2 separate regions of the Hordeum vulgare genome follow, and region 1 is linked to region 2. A link is a contact called in public Hi-C data. All regions are on one chromosome and are shown on one strand. Each heading gives the region's core, a stretch centred on a gene start, on an enhancer-like site or on the middle of the called end of the contact. The rest is flanking DNA. Distances are from core to core; before and after follow the strand shown.

The links. Hi-C and Micro-C count contacts between places; a contact is called where the count stands out from the background.
Region 1: a contact with region 2 is called in a Hi-C map of leaf, with 3 times the contacts expected there. The contact joins the promoter of LOC123409658 here to the promoter of LOC123407688 in region 2. A contact is called at or near these places in 3 of 6 Hi-C or Micro-C datasets (leaf and seedling) and 1 of 1 datasets of contacts at active chromatin or transcription factors (embryo).

Annotation. Positions count from the first base shown.
Region 1 is chr7H:210,329,722-210,335,748 of MorexV3_pseudomolecules_assembly, reverse strand. LOC123409658 reads right to left here and starts at 1,540. Exons shown (of 8, transcript XM_045102526.1): 1 at 1,400-1,540.
Region 2 is chr7H:210,170,025-210,175,873 of MorexV3_pseudomolecules_assembly, reverse strand. It overlaps LOC123407688, which reads right to left and starts at 4,521. Exons shown (of 6, transcript XM_045100876.1): 1 at 4,337-4,521; 2 at 3,192-3,449; 3 at 2,993-3,099; 4 at 2,747-2,879; 5 at 2,422-2,616; 6 at 1,126-1,854. The coding sequence starts at 3,440. The coding sequence ends at 1,429.

The sequences.
Region 1 (6,027 bases), core at 291-2,790, 160 kb before region 2:
CAGAAAGCAGACAGAGGCGGCGGCGAGCCCGCCGGTGTGTGATTTTTTCTTTAGATGGTGCCGCTGTGTGATCTGGAAGGGTGTCGATGGGGAAAATCATATTCTTCGCAATATAGGACATGGGCCGACCATTATAGATGGTTTTTCCCCGTCCATCCTCTGACTACGGTTTTTTCTATTGGCTCTTGTGTGTTTTCACCAACGCTATGTTTGGATGTCTGTATTGGAGGCCTCCATATTAAATTGGTTTCAACTTCAATTCATTTAGGAAACTGTAATGGTCATGAACACGAATTCGCTTGTTTGATGCCCATTGAATTGGCTGGTGGAAACTCGGTGAAATTTCAATACCAAATCATGTTTGAATGGCAAACTATGGAATTGGACAGTGTTTTGTTATATAAGCATCAAATCAGAATTTATACAGTGTGTGATTATATTTGAATGATTATATACAATAAAAATTAAATAATATTCTAGAAATGCATGACGACGCCATATGGCTCGAATGAACTATCCAGGTGACACACTGCAAATACAAATTATATATTAGATGGATTTATTAGACTGGGGGTATGTATTTTTTGGCAATTTTTAAGCTCATTCATGAACATGTTTGTTAATTGCTTAGGCCCTGTTTGGCAACCCAGAAATTCTTACAAACGTCATCATTTTCCAACTGTAAATTACCAGCCCCGGATGGAAACCATTGTGATACTATACAACTGTAAAATGCGGTTTGGAAACTCCACGGGTAGAGGCTACAGGTGAACTGGTTCACGGTCGCTTTGCTCACCTTGATTGATGCTAGCTCATACGGAAATACCGCAGTAGAGTCTAGCTTGCTACCCAGCTCGGCGTTGGCCGCACGAAGACGTCCCTGGCGCGCATGCAACCGGCCCGCATCGGCATCGCACAGGCAGACTGTCCTGTAGGCTCGCTGTTGCTCCCTGTAAAATGTGATGGCAGCTACGGCTCGATCCAGAGCAAACCGGAACGAGCTGTACCAGTACCACCGAGGAAGCAGAGTAACATCAGCCTCCCGAGTGTGCCAGGAGCCTGTTTCCCCACACATCCAGCTCCAGGGAAGGGGAAGAAGGGGATCCAAGGAAGGGAAAGAAGGGGATCCAAGGTAGGGGAAGGATAAGATGGAAGAGGAGATGGTTTCCGACGGCAAGAATAGATGGGGAGGCACGTGAGGGCCGCTGTGGGCCTGGGAGGAGATGGCCTGCCGCGGCCGGAGATGGGCGAGATGTGGAAGGCCTACGCCGGTCGTGCAGGTGAGGGATGGAGAGGAGGGATGCTGCAGGAGGAGGGAAAGGGGCGGCTGCCTAGGGGATTTGAAGGCAAGCCGCCGCCGGAGAGAGGAGGAGGAGGGACGGGGAATCGGGATGGATACCTGCGCCGCCGCCGTCGCCGTCGCCTGAAGCTTTTGGTCGCGGGGAAGGAGCCAGGCCTCACTCGGCGTTTCTGTCTCCAATCGTTTTCTTTTGCGGGAGTTGGTCAATTCGATCGAAATCGGAGCCAGGAGGTCTGTATTGCAGGAGGACTGCGCGCGTGAGACCGATTTATTGGGCCCGTTTCAGCCTCGGCGTTTCCGTGAGCAACCCAACAATAGATTTTTTTCACAGTACAATCTCGATCACATACAAGCGTACATCTTCTTTTTTTCATGAATGAAATGTACACTCATTTCTATGAACACACGCACGCACACCCTATCTCTATGAGCACCTTCGAGAGACTAAATCGGCACATCATTTTAAGATTGACGAAGTGGCCACTGTCGACTTCGTTGTCGACGGAAACGTCTCCTCCCACTGAAAGCACATCGTCGGAAGACCTGAAATAAATTCAGGAAAATGCAATCACCAACGTCAAGTCTGGAACTTGAACTCTGATGGACAGGGGATACCATCCAATCACGGGTTGGTTTGTGTCGTGGGTATAAGTCTGACAGTAGATGTGTAGGGTACGAAAGGATGGGCAGGGCCTTGGCTACGTCGAGGTTGTATGAGTTCAAGCCCCTCTACAGTGGAGGTAAAACTCCTACGTCTCAGTGCTCTTGGGAGCTTGATGTCGAGTGGAATATGGATTACAGTGAAATGCTAACCCCTGCATCAGTGGGGAAGGGCGGCTTATATAGAGTGCACGACCCTTCACAACGGTCCGGTGCACAGGGGTGAAGTAGTGGCGAATAAATGCCTATGTTACAGGTAATGTATGCCTTAAATGCTAATAAAGGTACATGAAAACGTATGACCGTTGCCCTCCAGGGGGGTTATGATATACAGAGTGGAATCCAGTCGGTAAGTTTGATACACTCCGAATGCACGTCTCCGACTGGATGATGGAGGGATCGTCACCAACTGGATGATGGGAAGTCCTTAATTCAGTCGGAACTGACTAAGGGCCTTGTCCCTTATGAAGGGTAGTCCTTGGGTAGGACCTATAGGGCAGGCCTATGACCCTACTCTGGGACTATAACCCCATCATTAGTCCCCGAATGGATCGGGGTTGGAACGACGAAGCGATGCTTGGAGTACGGATCCGGCTGGTATGGATGCGACTTTGGCGTTGTTTGCCTCGATCCATTTTATCCTCTTGACCAGTGATCCGAGTGGATATATCTGTGAAACGAACCGTCAGAGACCGAGTGCTTCCGCGGAATCTTTTGACGTGACCGGTCAACTGACAGCGGCGGATTTTCTGGGATCCTCAAATTTCGGTTGCCGCGCGCTCAGCGGGGATGACGACATCGTCATCGAGTAGTTTCTGCCGCCTCGATTACCGCGCCTTCATCTCCTCCACTAATATCGCAGCAACCGGTCGGGGGATAAGATTTCGGGGCCACCTGCTAGTGACCCAGTCGGAACCTTATTTAAACCTCTCCAGCGAGGGTTTCTCGTTGCGCTCGCCTGATAACTCGCACTCGCCCCGCTTCTCCCGTGACTTCTTGCGCACCCCAAGCTTCTTCCTTTCTCTCCTCCCCCGCGGATCTGCGGCCTCCACCATGACGAAGGGGCAGACGAGCAAGCTCGAGGCGCGGAAGAAGAAGAAGGCGGCGGCTCCTGTTCAGCGGCGACATCGGGCACTGCCGACGGGTTGGATCCAGGGGGATTTCCTCCCCTCCACGGTGACGACGAACGACATGCTGGAGCTGGTGGAGCAAGGTATGATCGAGAACAAGTCGTGGAGGCTGCCGGCGGAGGGCGAGACGGAGCCGGCGCCCCAGGAAGGGGAGCGCGTCTTGCTGCTCAGTCACGTGTACCGAGGCTTCTCTCTGCCTCCTCATCCCTTTTGCAGAGGTATCATGAACCACTTCGGGGCGCAGCTCCACCATTTTCCTCCCAACGCAATAGCTCATCTTTCTACCTTCGCCGTGCTTTGCGAGTGTTTTATTGGTTGTCCTCCCCATTGGGGGCTCTTTAAGCACATCTTCTCCGCTAGATCCCAAACCATCAAAAGACTTAGCCAGTCGGATGACAAAACTCATATCCTCCAGCTCTGCGGAGGTTTAGGCTTCCAGAAGAAAAACAAAAGTAGCTATCCCGCTCTTCAGTTGTCTGAGTCCGTTAGGAACTGGCAGTCGACTTGGTTCTACTGCCAGGACGTCGCTTGTCCGAATGCCGCAACTGGACTGCCACCTTTTAGCCTAGACCGACCGGCTCCGCCTAGGCAGCTTGCGCTCACGAAGATGGAAAAGATCCAGATTCAGCCTCTGGTTGAAGCGCTGGTAGATGTCGTCTGCAAGGGAGTCACTGGCACAGATTTGCTGGAGATTTTTCTGGGTCGGCGCATCCAGCCTTTGCAAGCTCAACACCACGCCATGTGGCACTACACGGGGCCTGAGGACTCCACTCGGACTCACCCCGAGTGCGTGACCGGGGAGGTTGTGATGGCATGGGTCCGCAGCATCACAGGCGCCTGCGATAACCCCAGAGGAGCCCGGCGAGTGAAGCCCTTCCGCGCAGACAACCCTCCTCCGAATGAGGTGAGTATAACTTGTCGAGTGCTCACAATTGTCTTAGATTTATCGCTTTTTCTTGTATCACTGTCTGACGTCTGATGTTGTCGACTGTATCTCGTGCAGGCGTGGACCAACTGGTTTTCTCCCGTCTCGAACGGGAATCCGGCTGAAGAAGAGGAAGGCAGCCAGGAGGGCAGCATGGAGAGCGTCGAGTACGTCTCCGACAGTGGGGAGACGGAGGAGGAGTCCGAAGAGGAAGAGGGGGAAGATGAGGAGCAGAGCTCGCCACCCCCACCACCAGAGCCTCGAACTAAGCGCCGTCACGAACCCATGACTCTGTCGGCTCCTCCAGCGGCCCCGAGTGCCCCGCCAGCTCCTCCCGTGGTTCCGAGTGCCTTGACAGCTACTCCTGTGGTTTCGAGTGCTCGGAGAACAAAGAGGACCAGGGACTCTGCTGCTAAGCCCGCGGGCCAGCCTTCTAAGGTGGCCAAACCGAGTGGATCCAAGCCTCGGAAGGCCTTGCCGCGGATGAGGATCGCCGTTCCCGTTGCCTCAGTGTAAGTGTATTGTTCTCCTAACTTCTTCCAGTATTTGATTGAACTCATGCTTATTGGTCGAGTGGATTTTACTCGACAGAGCTGCTACCTCCGCCACTTCTCTGCCACGCCAGGAAGACGATCCCATGGTTACGGACAACGTTGCACCTCCCAGCAAGGTACGTCGTGACGACTCCGAGAGCTTACATTATTGTTTTGCGAATTCTGTCTTTGATTTTGCCCTTTTTTCTGTGGTCTCACGTCGTTCAGTCGGGCTTCCTTCAGAGGTGATTCATCTGGAGGAGGACAACCAGAAGAGGTCCGAGCAAGCTTCGGTGCCTGTCCTTGAGGTTGTTCCATCTGCTACCGCTCCCGCCGTGGACGCACCGCCAACCGAGATGGTGTCGTCGACTGAAACGGTGCTCGTCGCGGCTGAACCAACTGGAGCAGGACTTGGGATGCCCAAGGAGTCTCTTGTCGTGCCAGGTCCGTCGACCGTCCAGTACAACGCCCAACGCCTCCCGGAAGATCAAGTGGGAGCTGCCAAGGAAGCCATGGTGCAGGTGGAGTTGATGGCGGGTGATGCTAAGAGTGCGTACGACTCCATCGCATCTTTGTACAAGCGAAGCTTGGAGCTCCGGGACGATATCCGAGTAAGTGCGTTAGTAAGTATTTGCTTTCCTCTTGTAACCGAGTGGGTGTTTGAGCGATATACTCGGATACAGTAGGATTATTTTGCAGTGGGTTCACTCTGAGTGAACCCAGTGGGTGTAGTCCCCGAGACTTCTGTCGAGTGCTTGCACCGACAGTTGTCTTTATATACATTTTCTTTAACTTGATCAGATCAAAACTAATCTGTCCGAATGTTACCGGTGGGGGCACTCCGAGTGCACCTACTGGAAGTAGTCCCCGAGAGTAATTTTACTCAGGTCGGGTAATAGTAGCCTCATAGGCTTGTTTTTTGTTACGTAGCTCAATAGGGCTGACATGTTTGAGCTTCATGCCAGTGGGGTCACTCTTAGTGAACCCACTGGGTGTAGTCCCCGAGACCGTTGTCGACTGCTTGCGTCGGCAGGGGTCTGAAGAACTTAGAGCTTTTATTGTTTTCCTTGTTGAATGTGTCTGATCGTCTCTTCGTGCTGATTTGCAGAAGACTTGCGAGATGGGATCAGCATACAACGCTGTGAAGGCTGAAAAGATTCAGCTTGCTGCGGAACTGGAGGCAGCTGTGCATGACTTGGCTGGTGTGAAGGGTGCTCTTGCTGAACGAGAGAAGTCTTTGGAGGAGTCCCGTGAGGCAAACAAGGCATTGGTGGCCGAAAATGGAGAAAATGGGGAAACAAAGAACTGAGCTGATGGGTCAGATGAGGTCGATGAACAGTCGGTGCATATCGCAGGAGAAGTACGTCAGTGACTGGGCTAGGAAGATGATTGCGCTTCTCGGTGGTAAGTTTATTCCGAGTGCTTCTTGACTTTGTATTTCATTCTGCGCTTACTTTCTGCTCGTCTTGTCTTTGCAGA
Region 2 (5,849 bases), core at 3,272-5,771:
ACGTGATAGTTCCTCCCAACCTTTTCAAATGCAGATCCCCTCTTGATAGTACATATTTCCCTATGACTCAAGTCCACCAATCACTAAATCCATAGAAAAACGTTGTCTTCTCTTTTAACCACTAAGGGGATGAAAACTGTCTCGTGCCACCTGCTAATCTTTGAAAGCTTAATGCACACGATTAGTCTGCAAGGGACATTGTCATCAACCATCAAAACTACTTAGGGAAAATTATGCTCTTACACATCTCAATTCGAAGACATTCATCGAAGACATTCCCAACTGCCATTTATCTTCACACTACCTAAGTTTATCGTTGATACATCTTAGTGTGGATGATGACTATGCTCTATGTTCGAATGTCTTCATAGTATTGCTTGCTATGCTTAGATCCTTGATTGTTATCCCTACATGATCATGTATCGCTTCCGCTTAATTTTGAATACATTTACTGTTTCGAAGCTTTTCATAAAAATCGCCTATTCACCCCCCCCCCCCCCCCCCCTCTAGTCGATAACTAGCACTTTCATGACTGCATGTAGTCGGTCTCTTCTAATCTGACAGTCGGCCAGCATGTGAGAGTAAGTACTGCCTTTCTTCCCCGTTGGCAAGAGAAACAACAGGCAGCGATTGGTCTAGGATTTTCATTGGCGTGAAGAAAAGGGGCGGGATTGGGAGAAGCCTCACACACCTTCAGGGTGGAGGACCTGCAAGGCCTGTGAAGCAGCTGCCCAAAGGACAATAGGCCGAGTATTTACCACATGTGTGACACAAATCAGTTTACATGGAGAGCCAACGACCAAAAACATCCAAATCATGAAAACGGACGGCTAAAAACACGGACCATTGAGAAGTCTTGCTTTAGGTCCAGTTTTACTGTCTACTGTCCTTAATGCGAATCGTTGAGAAGTCTCATTTTAGGCTCAGTTTTACTTTTTACTGTCCTTAATGACTCCAGTTACAAACGCTCCCTTGTGATAGGGCACCCCGCTCTCTTGATTATGACTCCGCACCCCGCTCCCTAGTTTTGTTTCATGCGGGGGGTTGGAACACAAATGGAACCAAGTACATTCAAGCGGAAGAACACAAAATGCAAATAAGAAAAGATGCATACGCGCACACACATAACGAAATGAAGGGGCTGTAGTACTCCAGCAAATGTTGAACGGTGGAAGAGATTCTACATTCCCTGACTGACCAATCAATGCCAAACTGATAAGTAGTGATGGAACCAAAGGATTATACAGTCAACTATAAGGGACTATATCTCGCACCAATATTAACACCCACCCCAGGCCTCAAGCCTGAAGAACTGCAGCCAAAGGAGATTCGATTTACCGACTGAGCAACCCATAAACCATGTACAGCAAAAACGTGAATCGGATGTGGAAAAATCGCAACATCGCATGTGTCGGCCAACTCCCAACGCTAGCAGCCCATGGCCGCAGCACCTTCTTTTGTAGCAACTGGGACGCCACCTTCTTTGGGAGCAACAACAACAGAGATGCCACCTTCTTTCAGGGCAGCAGGGACACCACCTTCTTTCAGGGCAGCAGCGATGCCACCTTCTTTGGGAGCAACGGGGACACCCACAGTGACACGGAGGATTGCTTGTGCGTTTAATGCAGAAAGCTTAGATAGGCAGAAAGCCTCCCAGGTTTCGGCTTCCAGTGAAATAGCAGATGCACTGTCATCTTCGCCTGAACCAGAGGCTTGAGTCTTCTCATATAATGCTTGTAGCTCCAATGACAGGTTGCGCGCAGCCTCCCTTGATTCAGGAAGCTGGTCGCTCAGCTGGGTTGCTGCGACCTGAATGAGCTTGTCCATACCATATTCTTTGATTCCCTCCAGACCCTGGATAGAAAGAAGAAATTACTGTTATAAAAACAAATATAGTGCTGTATTCCTCATATTTAGAACAGCAACCAAGAGTGGTCAGTGCACGCAAACCCACACCACCTAATAATTTATATGCTCAATCTCCAGTAAGTGGTCACCTACTGAAATGACTGGTGAGAAAGATCTTTGAACATAGAGACTACAGCTAAACATACAGTTGCAACTAATGTTCTGAACTCAACAAAGTTCCACCACATGCATGAAATCATCTGCAGCTAAGCTCCAGCCTCATATTATGACACAGAAAATTCAAACAAAGCATCTACATATATCTAAATAAAGTACAAAGTTCTGGAAGACGTTCAACGGAAACTCTTAACTAAACCCCATGGACAGAGAAGAATAGCACAAGGAGGTCAAATTATCAACCTGTACAACTGTATCTGATTGAGCCTTTGGGACATCAGAAAAAAAATACTATGTGGTGTATTTAATAAATACTTTGATTGGAGATGGTTCTACAATAACTAGGCAACATAAGCTGTGATCTTAGATAAACTTTTGGGTGAGACTTTCACTTACAAGGCGTGGTACACTCTTACTGAAACAAACAGATGCTTTTGCGCGAATACGTGGATTCCTGTTCTTGAGGTAGGGCTGCATTTTTGGCAACAATACAGAAGGGGAGATCCAGCTTGTCATTGATATAAGGGCTGCCTCAGCAGCTTCACAAACAAAGCGCTTGTCTTGTGAAGATTTCAGAAACAGCGGCATTAGCTGTGAACACATTTGACAGACAAAATGTTTTAAGAGACTTCATGGTTATTGCAAGAAATCATTGAGTGAAACTAAACACGTACAGTCATGCACAACAATATTTAACTTTTTAAGAAGGGGGGAAACACACCAGCAGATCAATCAAGTCGACCATTTGTTCACCATATGCCTTAAAGATGTCAGAGCAGGTCATAAGTGCAGTTTTACATAGAGCACTCCTTGGATTCTTAACAGATTTCACAATAAGAGGAACTAGAGGCTCCCTGGAATTTGACCCAATCAATACAAGAGATTTAGTTAGTTTTACAGCATTATGGAAGCACAGATGGTGTTGTAAGCTACTAATAGTTACCCCAAAAACAAGGAAACAACTTACAGCAGCTCCTGCAACCTTTGCTTGTGATATATTGCCAACTGACGAACATTATTAAGAGCTTCACATGTCTTGACCCAATCCTTTGAATCCAGCCTTGCAAGCAAAGTCTGTTGAAAATAGAAAATGGAAAACCTTGGGTTATAGAAAGAACTTAAAACATCCAACAAAAAAGCATGAATATGAACAGCTAGAGGCATACACTAAGGCTTGTGTCAACATCAGGAAGATCTGTGAGATTCTCAGAATCAATATATTCAATATCTACAACTCCAGCCTCGCATCCATTGGTCACATCAGGACATGCCGGTACAGCATTTCCTTCCTTCTTGACACACTTGTTCCCGTTTAACACAGGCTTAGAACTGCAGGGTTCCACAGAACTGCCTTTGCTTTTCCCTAGCAAAACTGATTGAGCAGCGTTGAGATCTTGCAATGCACTATCGGACATGTTCACGGTCTGCATTGATTGCCAGAAACAGATATAAGAAGAAAACAAAGAAACTGCTGCCTCTCCTAGCAGTTACATGGAAAAATTGTGGAGCATCTCCGATAAATGCATGGAGGCGTTTTTCATAAATGTACGTTGCAGGCAGTACTAAGTCATTCAACCGAACAACGATATAACAATGAAACTATCCTAAGCAACAAAAAATAGTGCAAGTTAGATGGTTTTAACTAAATTAACTTCACCAAAGCTATACGACCACAAAAGACTCCCACAAAATATGAAAATCAATTCCACTACACTCTGGGCACAGGGTAATATCTGATCTCCTTAATCTAAATTCCTCTGTAAACAAACACTTCATTTCTGTTGGGCAATCATGCGAGGAAATACTTACTAGGTACCAATAACTACTTAAGAACCCAAACCACACGTAAACTAGCTAGAAGCACCGCCACACAGGAATTCACCATGAACTAGATCAGCGACGTGGTAGAGTCAACTCAACAACCAAAGCATCACCGAGCGTAGTAGTAGTAGGTGCGCCGGATTTCACCGACCCTATTTCCGGATGACTACCACAATCCCACCCATGACCTAATATTCATCAGCCTACCACACCGAAACCTCGAGTTCGCACCGAATTCCCAACGATGGACAGATCTCCAAGTCCACCGCTGCTCCCAGCAGCGGCACGAGTGGGTCAAGGCAGCACTAAACACCCCCCGCATTTCATCCACGCTTACCGACTTCGGCGAGATCTAGCCCAGGAAACACCTAGAAATCACTGGGACAGGAAAACGGATCCCGCCGCAGGGGAAGCGGGCAGGGAGGCCAGATCCGAGGAGCAAATGCTGCTGCGGGGAGGGATCGCGAGGGAGGGGTCGGGGGAGGGCTACCTTGGAGGGGAGCGCAGCGGGAGGGAGGGAGGGAGGGGACGACGGCGACGCGGCCGGCAGTGGAAGGCACCAGTTCGCTCTCGCTGCGGCGCGGGGTGGAGTGGGGAGGGGGAATCGGTTGATTGGTTCTTCCCTTTCCTTCCTGCCTGCTGCTGCCGTCCTGGACTGGCCTGGAATGAGGCTGAGGGCTGAGGCTGAGCGAGCGGGCCGTCAAGTTATACTGTCCTGGTCCTCGTGTCGCCTGTGCTGCTTGCTGCTGTGGCGTTTTGGTCTCTTGGACTTGGTCTCCCGAAATTGCATCCAGGGACCTCGGGATGTCGGGTATTGAAAGGGCGCTTAATTTTGGGCGAGGGTTTGTGCTTCCGCATGATTCGCTCGATGTTTGATTTCGATTTGCAGGACTCTGAAAACGCTAGAATTGAAAAGGGAAACATTTATAGACTTCGGTTGGACGCGCATTGTGCGTTCGATCGCATTCATCTTGTGACCGTGCGTCCGGCGTGACTAATCATCTCGGTGTGTCATCAATCATTTTTTTTTCTCATGACAGAACTTTTCCTGTGGTTCTCTTCTTCCTCTAGTTCTTTTCTTCTCTTTCCTGTGTAGGGATACGTTGCAAGCTCACGCGTCATGATAGAACCAATGACGTGTCAAGGAGGATGAGACAAGCGTAAGAATGTGCGGTTGGGAACTCGCAACTAGATTCTGGCGGCTGTTGCAACCACGGGCGGCTCGTGGTGCTAGACCGGGGTCCGGTGATGCTGGAACCAGCAGCCATGGATGCTACAACCAAGAGAGATGGGCACCGATGCTTCAACCAGACATGGAAAAAAGTTTCAACCGGCCTAGGAAAAGTTGCAACCGATGGTGGAAAAAGCTTCAAGAAGCATGGTGGAAAATCTTCAACCCCCATGGAAAAGCTTCAACCGTGAAAAAAAGCTTCAACTCGCATAGGAAAAGCATCAACCAGCGGTGAGAAAAGCTTCAACCAGCATAGAAAAAGCTTCAACCGGCGGTGAGAAAAGCTTCAACCGGGATAGAAAAATCTTGAACCGACATAGAAAAAACTTCAACCGGTGGTGAGAAAGGCTTCAACCCGATTCGGGAAGGAAGCTTCACTTATGGTACAAGTTTCGACCGGTAGTTGAAAAAGCTTCAACCAGCGGTGAAAAGCTTCAATCGACTTTGGGGGAAAAGTTTCAACTCTGCACTTGCCAACGGTGTGAGCGGCGACGTCGTGGGTTGCGGCAGGCAGCACGGCGGTGCTACAAAGGCGGCAACTAGGATGCTGCAACGGGAGAGAGACGTGGATGAAGGGGGGCGAGATGTAATCCAGTGTCGCGATTCAACAACGGCACCCTCGTTGATGGGGTCACCTACTAGTGATAGGGTCATGGACGGGATATGTACGGCCCAACTAGGGCCCCACACGGGCATTAAAGTTTCACGACTACAAATGTATTCACATGCGTACACCGAATCCACTCGGACCCATGGAGTCACTCGGACATCT